2 separate regions of the Drosophila melanogaster genome follow, and region 2 is linked to region 1. Evidence: chromatin contacts called from public targeted proximity ligation data. All regions are on one chromosome and are shown on one strand. The core of a region is the stretch at or near the end of the contact, and the rest is flanking DNA. Distances in the headings are between cores, read along the strand shown.

Region 1 (6,169 bases), core at 1,825-4,324:
CACTTTGGGATTAAGCCTGAAATATGCATTCATAATAAGCTAAAGAAACCGTCGCTAGCTCCGACCTTTTTGTCAACTTGATTTCTGCCTTGGCTTTTATTGCATATTCTGCTTTTAGCATAAACTTGGCCAATCTTGTGCCCAAGGCCAGTAAGTCAGTCAGTTCAGTCCAGTCCAGTCGAGAATCATAGTTTTGTATTTCATTCAATAAGCTCAATCCAGTGAGGGGTAGCTAATGGCAACGATTATGGTTCCATCAGTCAAGTCTTCCTGCTCCATGGAAACCAGACGCTGTCCTTGTCCTCTCATCAATATTCTTGTCTAACAATAAACCAGAGTTGGTAAGTTGAAAAGGAAATGGTTTGGATGAAGGAACTGAATCGTAGCTATTTGTGCAATTAATTAGACGTCATTAGTGCAAAATTGGGTTTAAATGGGCATGCCATAACCTACGTATTAGTTGGAAATTGTGAGTTAATAAACCAATTTCCATGCCCGAATTCTGTGAGCAATTAAGTATGAAAATCATCGATTTATGGCATTTATGTGATAAGAACATTTTGAATAATTTAATTGAAATAATTCGGTGCATTGTAGTCGTAAAGAGTAGCAAATATAAAGGACTTATATTTGATTAATTTAGCCAAGAGAGGACTTTAAGCTTTAACAGCTCTACTTTCTAAATAAATACCCGAAATTGTAATTACAATACATTCAACTGATGATGGGTATTTATAATTTAAATTTATTCCGGAAAATCACCATCCACACAAAATTAACTATAAGTAATGAGAATTCTTGCAACAATAAATAAAGCACTTCGTTAACAATGCAAATCCCTACAGATTCCTGTCATTATTGACAACTTGGAATAATCAGCCCATTTAGAGTAGAGCTCGTTTTAGCTTAATTCCCAGAATTCATGGCTAATAAGTTGAATCTTTCAATAGATCAGTTCCTCTCAGGTTAAGGTAATTCCCAGCTCAATTTCCATTTGACGAACCACAATACCAGAGCCGCAACCCTTGTTCCCACCAACCCTTAACCCAAGAAAGCCGGTCTCAAAAATTCCCCTTTCCCATAAAAATGCGACTTTAACTCATCGCGGCGGCAGCAACAAATCAACAAAACTGCATTGTTCTGAACTTTGCTTAATAACCGAAATTCTCGCATAAAAAAAAATCCACTTTAGAAGTCCATTTAGGGGACGACAAAAAGCGTTTCTGTTAAGGCGGAGGAAAAAGTCACATGATTTAGTTGCCGTCCAGCATCGCGCCCTCCACGTCCCGCTCGTCGTCCATCTCTTTCGCACTCTTGCACTGCGGTCAAATGGGCGTTGCTGAGCAACAAAAAATAAAATATAAAAAAGCACTGCGAAATTTCCGCACAACAACAGCAGCAAAAAGTTATTGCTAAACTAAAACAGAAACACAGTGGTGGCTAATAAGCAGCACACATGCTGTGGCAGGTTTTTCTAATTTCGCTAAGCATGCAAGCACTTTTTAAGTTTATTTATTAGATTCCTTAGAATTCAAAAACAATTCTTCATTTTTACAGAATTTTGTATCTGAAAATTTAAAATTTCGCTTGAAAATTCGAAAATACTTCCAAACTTGAATGTAATTATTATTTAAATTTAAAACTAAATGTTTAAAAAACCAAAAAGGGTGGAAAACTTAACTGGCAGAAAAATATGACAATGTAGCCGAATATCCCTTAGCGAGTGGCCACTGTACGGGCAGTCGGCAAAGCAGCGACTATGGAAAAAGCGCGGAGCTTTTCTGAATCTGAAATGCAATGGAGAATCCGAATCCGCCTCAGCTTATCTCGCAGCCCTCGCTGCATCTGCAACCTCCAACCCCCCAACCACCGAACCCCAACCCCTCGCACTCTCCTAATGAAGATGATAATGAAATGAGCTGGTGCCAAGTACAAACCCATAACCACAAGCCTTTTGCTTTACCAGCTTCCATCCCCTGGCTGCCACCCTGCGAATTCACAATCTGCAATCCGCTCATTTTACAAATTGCTTAGCAGCCGCCGCTGCAGAATGCAACTTTGGGATAGCTTTTGAGGTCAACTTGAAATACCCTAACAAATAATTAACAAGCACGAGCTTCTAATAGTGCGATTAATATTCAATTGGCTTTAATGTTTGATTAGCCATTGGATGGAAAGGCAGGTGTTGGTCATGTTTGCCGGCCAAGTTTATAAACGAGAAAATAGTTTTTTTTTTGTGTTTGTTCAAACACAAACGATAAAAGCTAGATTTATGCATTTTTTAATTAAGTAAATGCTATGAACGCAAATATTTTTTATGATTTTACTTTGCTTAAGTGAACATAAACCGTGTTTTAAGTCGTGATAAATGCTGTAATGCTACAATACAATTTAATATTTTTTTCTGAAATTCTTCACTGTTTTCTTATCAAAACTTTTGATTATCAATGGTTAAAAGGGTCATTCCAATTCGTCGTCGATGCTGAGGCAAAGTTCTCAGTGGTTTCTTTAGAAATATGTAGTTGCAAGTATTTTTTGTTTATTTATTTCTTTATTTTTAACCGCGCTGCGGCTGATGCCATTGTTGCCGTTCCATCCGCCTGTCGATTTGTTTCGCTCGTTTCGGTTCTAAGTTTGCGTGTTGCATTTTGTAATTTTTGTTGTTTAGCTTGTTGTTGTTGTTGTCGTATTTTTTTTTTTTTTTTAGCTTAGTTGTTGCCGGTTATTCCAGGGTGATTTTGCATTTTGTTGTTGTTTCGGATGCCTCCAATCCCAGCAGCGTTTCAAGGTCTTTGCACTATTTGTTTTTGCCAAGTTTCGCACACATCCCATCTATACTATATGGAATATATGGCCGGGGTGTTAGTTTTCTGCCCGATCTCTCGGTTGTATTCTATACTGTTCAGTTCAGTTCTATTCTATTCGGTTGTATTCAGTTCTGTGATGGGGAAGAGCGAGAAGTTTCGCCTTGTGGAAATTTCTTCGCTGGCCCGCTCGTGTTGCAGTTTTTGCTCTTTTCCACTTGACTGACAATTTGATTGGCAGTTTGCTTTTGCATTTGCCATTGTAGTTGTTGCATTTGGTGTTGGTGCTGGAAGCAGCTCTCTATTCTATCGTCTCCCTCCGGCAATTATATTTAATTTTATTATTGAAGATTGCAGCAAGATTTTCGCCCCCAAGGTCAGACGTGTAAATCTTCTGCTGCTGCTGTGGTCACGTAAGCAAAACTTTTTTTTAAGCTCCCCAACCCCGCAATGTCGCGCCTTTTTTTTAATGGCTGGCTGCTTTTGTCGAGTTGCTGGAGCAATTTCAGTATTTTTCTGTTCGTTCGGCATTTCCTATTAGAAATTCTTGGCATTAATGCAGCTGACCGGTTGTAGTTATTTGTTATTGATGCTGCCGAAGTTGTTTTCGCTATCGCCAATTTCCTTTGTACTTATGCCAGCCGGAAGATCGTTAGCGTGGAAGTAGCAAGGTTGAAGCTGGAAGTGGATTACATTGCGTATGCGCAATATCGATGATTCGATTACGCATCCGCAGCGATGGCACTGGCAATTCGATCGGGGAGAGTTGGCTTGGGCAAGCTCAATGAGTATGTGATCCCAATGTGTAAAGCGCAAGGAAAACCACAACGACAAGGATAATCCATAAGGAATCCAAATAAACCAAACCAAATAAACAAGAGATTATAGCTTTTTCTAACTATTGATTTGTAAAAAAAATTCATCTATTTAGAAATATGTTATTCATGTATAATTTAAAACTTAAGTTGCTTGCAGCCTATCTCTTCAACTCTACTGCAAATCGACTGTCCGCCGAGACCTCGAAGAACTAGACGTCCATAATCATTCGAATCGATTACGAGTCCACTATGTACTCAGCACTCAAGTAACTAATTGCACTGCATGGCCATAAAAAGAGATGGAGGGAAATGTCGAGAGGAACGGAATTCTTAACTAGCCATAATTGTTATATTTTTCAAGCATATTGCAGTCATATGCGTGTCGTTAGCTGCCCGATTCTGCAGCAGCAGCAGAAACATCATCATCATCGATGTCGGTCTGCTAGCAACTTGCCTGTGCAATATCATCGGAATACAAAGCTCAAGGTTACGCATACGCCATGTGCGCCGGGCCAAGCGATGCGATTCCAAACGATGCGAGCGCAATGTCTAAGCAAATAGACGACAAACGAGCGCGGCAATGCAAACACGGACACTTGTGCGGTCCGTAGATAGAATTTTAAACACTCTGGTCTTGGTATACTACTACATGGTGGATTTCTAGGGGTTTCCATCGGGTTATCGGGGGCTGTGCCAGATGCCTTTTAGTGCATACATAGTGTCAAAAGTGTCATGAAGCCATGGCTAAGTCATCGATCGGAAGTTTTCGCTCAAAATATGTCATTCCTGCCAGGCACATGCTGCAAAATCATTTTATTAAAAGCTCCAAAAGTTTCACATTGAAGTCTTCATAAACTTAAATATTAGTTTTGTTAGCAACCGTATAGTTTTCAAATTTAAAGTTTCTAAAATATAAAGTATTTCGCTGCACATCATAGAATGATTGTTTCAACTCTTAGTAAGGGTTTTCTTTCATTTTCCTACCCTATTTCCCAGAATTTTTCCCCTCAGCTCGTTTCGTTTAACCAAAGCAACGCTAATTGCTCCGCTGAAGCGTAAAACATTTTCACAAGAACTAATAAATGCAACTGCAAAAGTTGAGTACAGGCAGCGGAGGCAAACCGAAACGATGCAGACCACCCTCATGGCAGCCATAAAGGAAACTCAACTAACAACTGTCTTTGCCAGATGCTGTCTCTGAGGCATCCTCGTCCTCATCTCTTGTCATCGTTGGTGGCCCGAAGGTTGCCTTAAATGCCCTTGTTTATACCCTTCCTTGGGTGTTCTTTATCTCACAAGGATATAGTTGAGGCAAACAACTGACCACCTTTAAATGTAATGCAACAGATTGACGGTTATATTTAGTTTATATCAAATTTAAATTGTAATTCAAACAGAGTATATGCACATTTAATTTTTTTAAATAACTTAAACCAAAATAAAGTTTACTCAAACCAAATTTACTTTCGACTACCTTCACATTTTTGCGATCTTTGGCGACTTTGTGCCCTGACTGCTCCTTTCAGCTGTCTTCAACTTGTGGCTCCTGCTCATCCACTTTGTGACCTGTCAAGTTTTTTCGCTGCAGGCATATGCAGTCGTCACACCCACGATCACATGTACAGAATAAATAAAACTAAAAGTAGAAACATGCCACGTGCCTGCAAAGACATTAAACATTTTTTCCATCACATATGAAAAGGAGGTTCGGGAGGAAGGAAAGGATTCCTCCTCTCGTTAATTGCAGGCCCAAAAAAGTTGGAATTTTTAAATAGCCCTATGGCCAAAGTGGGAATTTGCTTACAATCAAAGCACCCAAGCGTTCGCAGCAATCAATCAGATGTAGTGGGGGGGGGACTCGGGCCAGGGAATCCTCCATCCTTCTCGTTACTGCCCGAGAATTTCAAATTGTTATGCAAATTTTCAGCGGCTACTGTGTCGGATGTCTTTGGGGTGGCCAATTGCACGGAGAGAGTGTGGCGAGAACAAAAGCGCCAGGCAAACGCCATAACTCAAGTGGCCGCAGCGATTTCATGCCTGATTTCAATTATCAATACGCGCCATCGACAGCGGACGACAGGCAACCGGCAACTGGCGACCGGCATCCAGAGCCAAATCAATTCAGAACGGGCCAGGAACCCAATGAAGCCACAAAGCCCGAGGAGCCGACACGTCCAACAATCGAACAATGGGCACAAATCATTTCATATGCCAAACGTGTGGTCGATGATTGGACGGCTGCAGCAGCTTCACAAACAAGAATAAAGAGTGGTTAACTTTAAGTCTGGGCGACGATTTAAATACCCTTGCACACCTTAAAAGTGAACAAAGAAACCCATCCTGAAATGTCTGAAAGAGGGGAAATATAAGCTACACATTGTATATAAATTTGTTTGCACCCAAATTAAAAGTTTAATAAAAATTCAGCATAATTTAGGTGCTTTTCACTTCTTTTCATTTGCATAGTAGCGAACATATAGGGTATACCAACTACAATAAGCCACTTCATCATTGAATGTACACTCCGAATTCATGTCTTCGTATTGC
Region 2 (6,422 bases), core at 1,834-4,333, 460 kb before region 1:
GTTACTGTATCTCAGAACTGTTGCTTTTCACAGCATTTTTGGTTTATATATTTCTTTCGCTTCCGCTGCTTATTTGTGGGAGAAAAACTCTTCTCCGATAGCTGTTGCATATATATATATATATATTTTTTTATAATTTTTTCATTTTTAATCATTATAATATGGTTTGTGCAGCCCAGACAGATAATGCCGAGACATTGACCTTTTTCGCAGATTTTTTGTTTGTCTCTGGCCTTTTCTATTCGCCTCGCTTCTGGGTTCTCGGTTCTTATGTCTGCTCTCTTTCTTTGTTGTCAGATTAGCCGGCCAAGTGGATAAACCAGTTTTTGCCTCCGCCACTCTTCTTGGCTTGATTCTTGGCCCTCAATCCTCACTCTTTTACCCATGTTCATGTTGCTTGACTTTGGCTAATTAGCCAAGAGTGGAAGTTGTTGTCATGATCCCTCGCCCCGCCTCGAATTTCGTAACGTTGAACTTAGGAAAATCTTGCCATGCAAACAAATTAGTTGAAGTGGCGAAAAAACGGTCTTCAATGCAGTAACGACATTTTTTTTATCACAAAACACAATATATTCATAAATTAAGTAGCACAACTCTGATATATATATTTATATATGTAGATGTATAAGCTAAATGTTTCATTCCTACTGTGTGTTTCATACCGAAGTATATAGTTTTAAAATTTTGTAAGTCCCCTTTTGTTAAACCCAAGCTAACGATTTCACAATAAAAATGGATGAGTCCCCTGAGCTTTACTCAGGTTTTCATGACTCACGTTATACCTTATGCTTTTCGCCTTCTTCGCTCTTTTTGCCCCAACAATGGACTTGCTTTGTGGAAATAAATAGGTAGAATCTGAATTTGTATATTTACATGAACATACATACATATATGAGTAGCTAACTTAAGTGTAAAAAAAGTACATTCACGGCTATATAGATTGTTATTAGAGTCGGTTGAGTTTGAAACCTTGGCACCTGCAAGTGAGAATATTGCTGAAAGCAAACACTCTGGGTCACAAGAAAATCATTCTGTCAATTCGCTTGGAGTGACAATAGCGAAATTAAATTAATTATGCAAAGCAACCCCATTTGTTTAATAACAAAATACACCCACAGCATAGTTAGGGAGGCGAGAAAACCCAAAGACAATTACCCAAAGTGTCTACTAAAATTATAAGAAACCCTCTGTGTTCCACCCTCAAAACGATACCCTTCCCCTTCCCCCTAATATCCTTCACTCGTCAATTATCCTGGCAAAGTACGTAATTATTTTTGTTGCTCGAAGGGTTCTGGGTGAAAATGTTAACTTTGTTTCCGCCTGATTGAGCACTTATTCCAATGTTATTGTCTATGCGTCATTTGCAGCACCCTCGGCTGTATTTCATTTTAAGCCCCGATTGTTGTGGTTTCTTCGGTTGCCAGTGAGTCAAGTGCAGAAAAAAAACACCAATGCTTTATGTATTTTTAAATTAAAATATTTAAAAAATTATATGAAATAGGAACGGAAACCATTTAGATTACATTGTTAATCAATGTTAGTTTTTCGAACTTACCATTTACGATGATGATGAAAATGATCGATACGAATACAATGTTGAAAGCACATTTTGATGACATTATTTGCGATGGGGATCCAACGTGGATGGCTGTCGACTAAACAGAACTAGCACCAAATTTCTGCTTGCTTTTGTTTTATTTTTTATTTTTTTTATTTCCGCGAAGGTCGTTGATTGGTCTTAATAATTTCCTTGTGGCAGTAGTTGGTTGCGTTATTGGGCGGCACCTCGCACTCCAATCTTCGCGGGTTTTTTAATCAGAGCTTTGCACTTTCCATGCCATTTACAAATTTAGCACTTTTTGCATGGGCCATAAAACTTCGCAGCACTTTTTCGCACGCACGAATTATTTTTGCTATTTGTTGCAACTTCTTTTCGAGCTCTTGTCACGTACACTTTTCTTATATTTTTATTTTTGTTTTATTCCAATATTTTCTCGTTAATAAATTAAAAGCGAAAATAAAAAAGAAAAATCTTCTTTTTTGATTGATTTTGTGTGTTTATTCACTGGATTGTTTATTTCTGAAGGCAGAAGAGCGAGACATTTTGATTGATTTAATATTATTAAAAATATACTATTTAAATATAAAAATAGGCAATTTTATTTGTTTTATTGTTTTTTTTATAATTATGTTTTTTACTATTTACGCTATATTCATAAGTTCGGTATGCGTTTTTTCTTGTTTAATAAGTTTATGAATAGTTGGAAAACCAAAACATTAGCAATACAAACAAACATAAAATCACAACAAAAACAGCTATTGGCCTTTGCACTCACACAGAGGCAATGAGCAAGCGCGGAGAGGAGAGCAAGAGAGGGAGATGCAACAGAGACGACAAAGAGCGACGGAAGACGGAAAAGGAGAGAGCGACAGCTGCGGCGCAAACGCAACAAAATGCATTAAATTAATTATTGTTGCTTTTAAAACGCTTGTTGTTGCTGGCACAAAAGAACAACAAATCGATTTGTTTACAATGCTGTTTCAAAATAATTAAACAGAAAAATGTTTTCGTGAATAGTATTATGTGTAGTTTAACTTCGCAATAGGGCTAATTTAACAATGTTTTTGCATGTTTACTTATTTTCGTGTGCCTCGTCTTGTACTTCTTTCATGCTCTCTCTTTTATGTTGCTTCTCGGATTGCCTCTCTACATTTCTCTCTCTCACTCTCGTTTGCTATGTGTTGCCAGTAAATTAAATGCGTTGAAATGCAGCCATTTTGTCTCCGCAATTGGCACTCACTTGAACTCCGGTCGAATTTTTTGTTTAGCCACAATTCTCAATTGGCCAGAATTGGGGGCATTTTCTTTGATTAGCGCACATTTCTTAAGCCTGACTTGACGATATATATTTATTTTTATTCGCTCACCCGCTCGCACATTAGCACACACACACACACGAACGCACGCACACATGCAAACGCACGAACACGCGTCCAGCGATTTTCCGACTCCCACGGCGTTCCGAGATCCGTTACAAAGAGTTACGCGTCCAACTCGCTTGGTGGTTTTTTTTAAACTACCCGATTTCTCACCACATATACAAATGTACTTCAGTCTTAGAGTGACCAGTATCATAAAAAGAGATAATCTTTCTAATGCGTTAGTTTTCGTGTGCGTTAATACTGATATTGACGAGAGATGATACAATGACTCATCGTATTCACTATAGTATATTAATAATAGTTAGATTCATTAAATAAAACTTATTTAGGCAACAGCACTTACTTTTCAGCTAATTAAACATATTTAAACATTATTGATACTTACGCATAAGGTATACAGCAAATACAAATGTTATTTATGTTATTTAAATTAAGCTATTGCAAAATAATATTTTAAACTCTAAAGAGAATTTGTTTAATTGAATTAAAATTAAAATCATTTTGTTTTGTGAGCTTGTGTACTTCTTCGTTCATTTACATAAATTTTTTTTTGAACACTTAAATTCAAAAAAGGCGCCAAAATTACTTTATTTTGCAGCCCTCGTCCACTTCAACGAAAATATTTTTACGCCTGGTGGCAACCTTTATCATATGGAACCAGTGTTGCCACATTTGATATTTTAGATTTATAATGAAAACTATTAGAAATTTGATATATTTAACAAATAAGCTGTTTACATCAGAAGCTTGTTTTGTTGCTATGCTAATAAGCTGGATAGGGCCATTTGCTATGGTTATCTACTGATTTAAATTTGCCTATCGCTTACTGTGATAATTTGAGTATACGTTAAAATACAACCATTTTGAATCGCGCGCTCATTATTAACATGCTCGGATTTTTTAGTGATAAACTCGTTAAGACGCTCTGAGTTGTGTCACCTGGCAACACTTCGTCAGATGCTCATCGAGTGTTGCTGCGGGTGGACGTGCTCGCTTTCTCTGTCCGTTACCGTTACCTCGTGTCTGCGTTCACGTATCCGTGTGTCTGTCCGCGTTCCCCGTCCGTGTGTGGGTGTAGGTGCGAATGTGTGTGTGCCTTTGGTCGCGTGTCGTCGCCGCTTTCATGTAAACGAAGATTGTGCAAAAGGTAAACGCCAAACGGTGGCAACAACAGTAAATGATAAACAGAAGCGAAACAACTAGCAAGCGCAGCAACAACCACAACAACACAAACAGCAAAGAAGCAAGCAAACAAAACTTGTGAAATACTTTTTGTTTATTTTTTTTTTATTTTGGCCTGGTCTGGTGGCAAGTGGCAAAAGCTATAAAAAACGATTCTCGAAAACAGGTTTCCTGCGTGAGCGAGAGAGAGAGAGAGAGAGACCGAAGCGTTTACTGCAAACTAGAAGCTCAACTGCTGCCGCACAGTGGTCACTACAGTTCTAAGCTTGCCCCACTGTGCGCCCAGAACTTGTTTTCTTCTTCTTTTCATTCGATTCCCCTCCCCACTCCTTCGTTCCAACTGCAGCTAACTACTCCTTTCATCGGGCGTTTTAGAATGCATATTTGGTTTATGGGAAGCTCACATGCAGCGCCCCCCGAAATCAATACGGAAAACGGTTTTTCCCGAAAGAGCCGTTACTTTTCGGGAAAATCCCCATTCCACGGCACCTCGGCTCTGCCACAAAAATCAGCTGGCTCGGCAGTCGGCGCAGCTCTGCCGGCGTCGGCAGTGGAGGGACTGCGTCGGGCGCCTAGCAACAGAGGTTAAACCTCTGACTACAGGGACGGTTCACGCTTGGGCGGTCAAAATCTCGGGGAGCAACACGTTACATAAGGTGGCTGAAAGTTTGTCAACCTCAAGTTTGGTTACTTGTGTGTCTAGGCATTATGTGATTGTTAAAATCACGTGGCTTATACAATTGTGGTTGAATATCTTATAGTTTGCATTGTTTTTAAATTTTTTGAAAGTTCTTATAGCAGAATATTCTCTTAACCAGAAGATGAATAAAACAAAATAGTAAAAGTCCAAAAACGCTAAAGAGCTTGATTTTTTATGATACCTTACTTGAAACTTCCGAGATTAGCTTTTTGCCCCTCCCCGATGTTGAAGGACTTCGGTCCTGGTCCCTACCGCCGTCAGCTGTGCGCTCAGTGCGCAGGCGCCACACACACACACACACAGATGTGCCAGCCACAGGCAGCAGGAAGCAGGCAGAAGAAGAAGAAGAAACAGCAGGAGCAGCAGAGGAGGAAAAAGCGGACCAGCCTGCTGGTTAACTGCCTGACTTTGGCCCGCAAAATTGCATTGCTGGCGTCTCGCTCGCACGCACTTACTTCGGCAGTAATGCCGGAAAATGGGAAAATGTGAATGTGAATCGATGGTGGAGGAGGGCGGGCGGTGAACAGCGCGATGTGGGCCGAAGTTCGCAGTCGGCAGTCGGCAGTCGGCTTTACATAAGTTGACGTCCGTGGCAGGCGGTCTGCTCCTGGAATTTCAGTGCCCGGCTGCAGGTCCTTTGCTCAGGTTGTGTAGACGCGCTTTTCAGTTTTTCCGGTGGATCAGCTGCTGGCGCTTTGCAACTGGTTCGGATTTTCCTTAATTTTCTCTGCGCTACCCCTACTTACTTTTGATTTGTAAAGTTTTCTTTACTATTTTTGTATTATTTTTGGTTTTATTTTTTAATTGGTTCTGCCCCTGCAAACCGGCTGCAAATGGCCAAAAGGTTCGTCGACAGTTTTGTGTTTTTTCAGCTGTTCGGCTGGTGGAAGGCAAAAAAAAAAAAATAAAAAGTGGTTAGACCTCTTTTTTTTATTACACTTTAATTTGGATTTTTTGCCATTATTTATCTCATTTCTCAACTATTGCTATTTGCCGCCTGCGTGGGCCACTTTCAAAAGCTTTTTTTCGGGGCTTCCGTCGATTAGTTTTGGCTTTATTTATTTATTTATTCCGTATTCGACGAATCATAAAGCCAAAAAAACTTGATTTGTGCGCACGGCCAGCAGTAAATCAATTTAACAATATTAAATCGCTCGTAAAACCGTTTGAAAAAAAAAAACGTCTAAACGAATTTATTCCTACATATATATCCATATATACATATAACCATGCAGACGAAGTGTTAATCGACAAACAACAACAGCAACAACGCCGGAGAAAACAACATGTGAGAGGCGGCTCAAAAAGTTAATTTAGCCAGTCGAAAAGATGGCCGCCAGGATGTGCAGCATCGCTTCCATCGTCATCATCTAGATTTTAGATGCAGCAACAGCAGCAGCAGCAGCACTCACAGATACACACGCATACCAATGCCGCTGGCAGCCAGACACTCGCACACCAATACCAATGCCAGTCCCTCTTAAAGGTGAGTCGCACTTAAAGTCTTGCATTTAAAATACCCTGCAGTCGTAAAATTGGGTGAACCTAGAGTCCCTCGAATTTGGGAAGTCAAGTGCTGGACGTTTGCAGCACAAAC

Evidence for each region.
Region 2: a targeted proximity ligation map of the Kc167 cell line shows a contact between it and region 1, with 9 times the contacts expected there. A contact is called at or near these places in 2 of 107 Hi-C or Micro-C datasets (both in the Kc167 cell line) and 2 of 7 datasets of targeted methods (both in the Kc167 cell line).

The regions. Positions count from the first base shown.
Region 1 is chr2L:13,086,708-13,092,876 of dm6, reverse strand. It overlaps lncRNA:CR44197 (long non-coding RNA:CR44197), which reads right to left and starts at 3,074. Exons shown (of 1, transcript NR_073767.1): 1 at 2,318-3,074.
Region 2 is chr2L:13,546,800-13,553,221 of dm6, reverse strand. It overlaps kuz (kuzbanian), which reads right to left and starts at 3,083. Exons shown (of 13, transcript NM_165047.3): 1 at 2,929-3,083; 2 at 1,556-2,080. The coding sequence starts at 1,619. It overlaps B4 (B4,), which reads left to right and starts at 3,894. Exons shown (of 7, transcript NM_001273516.1): 1 at 3,894-4,090; 2 at 5,919-6,311.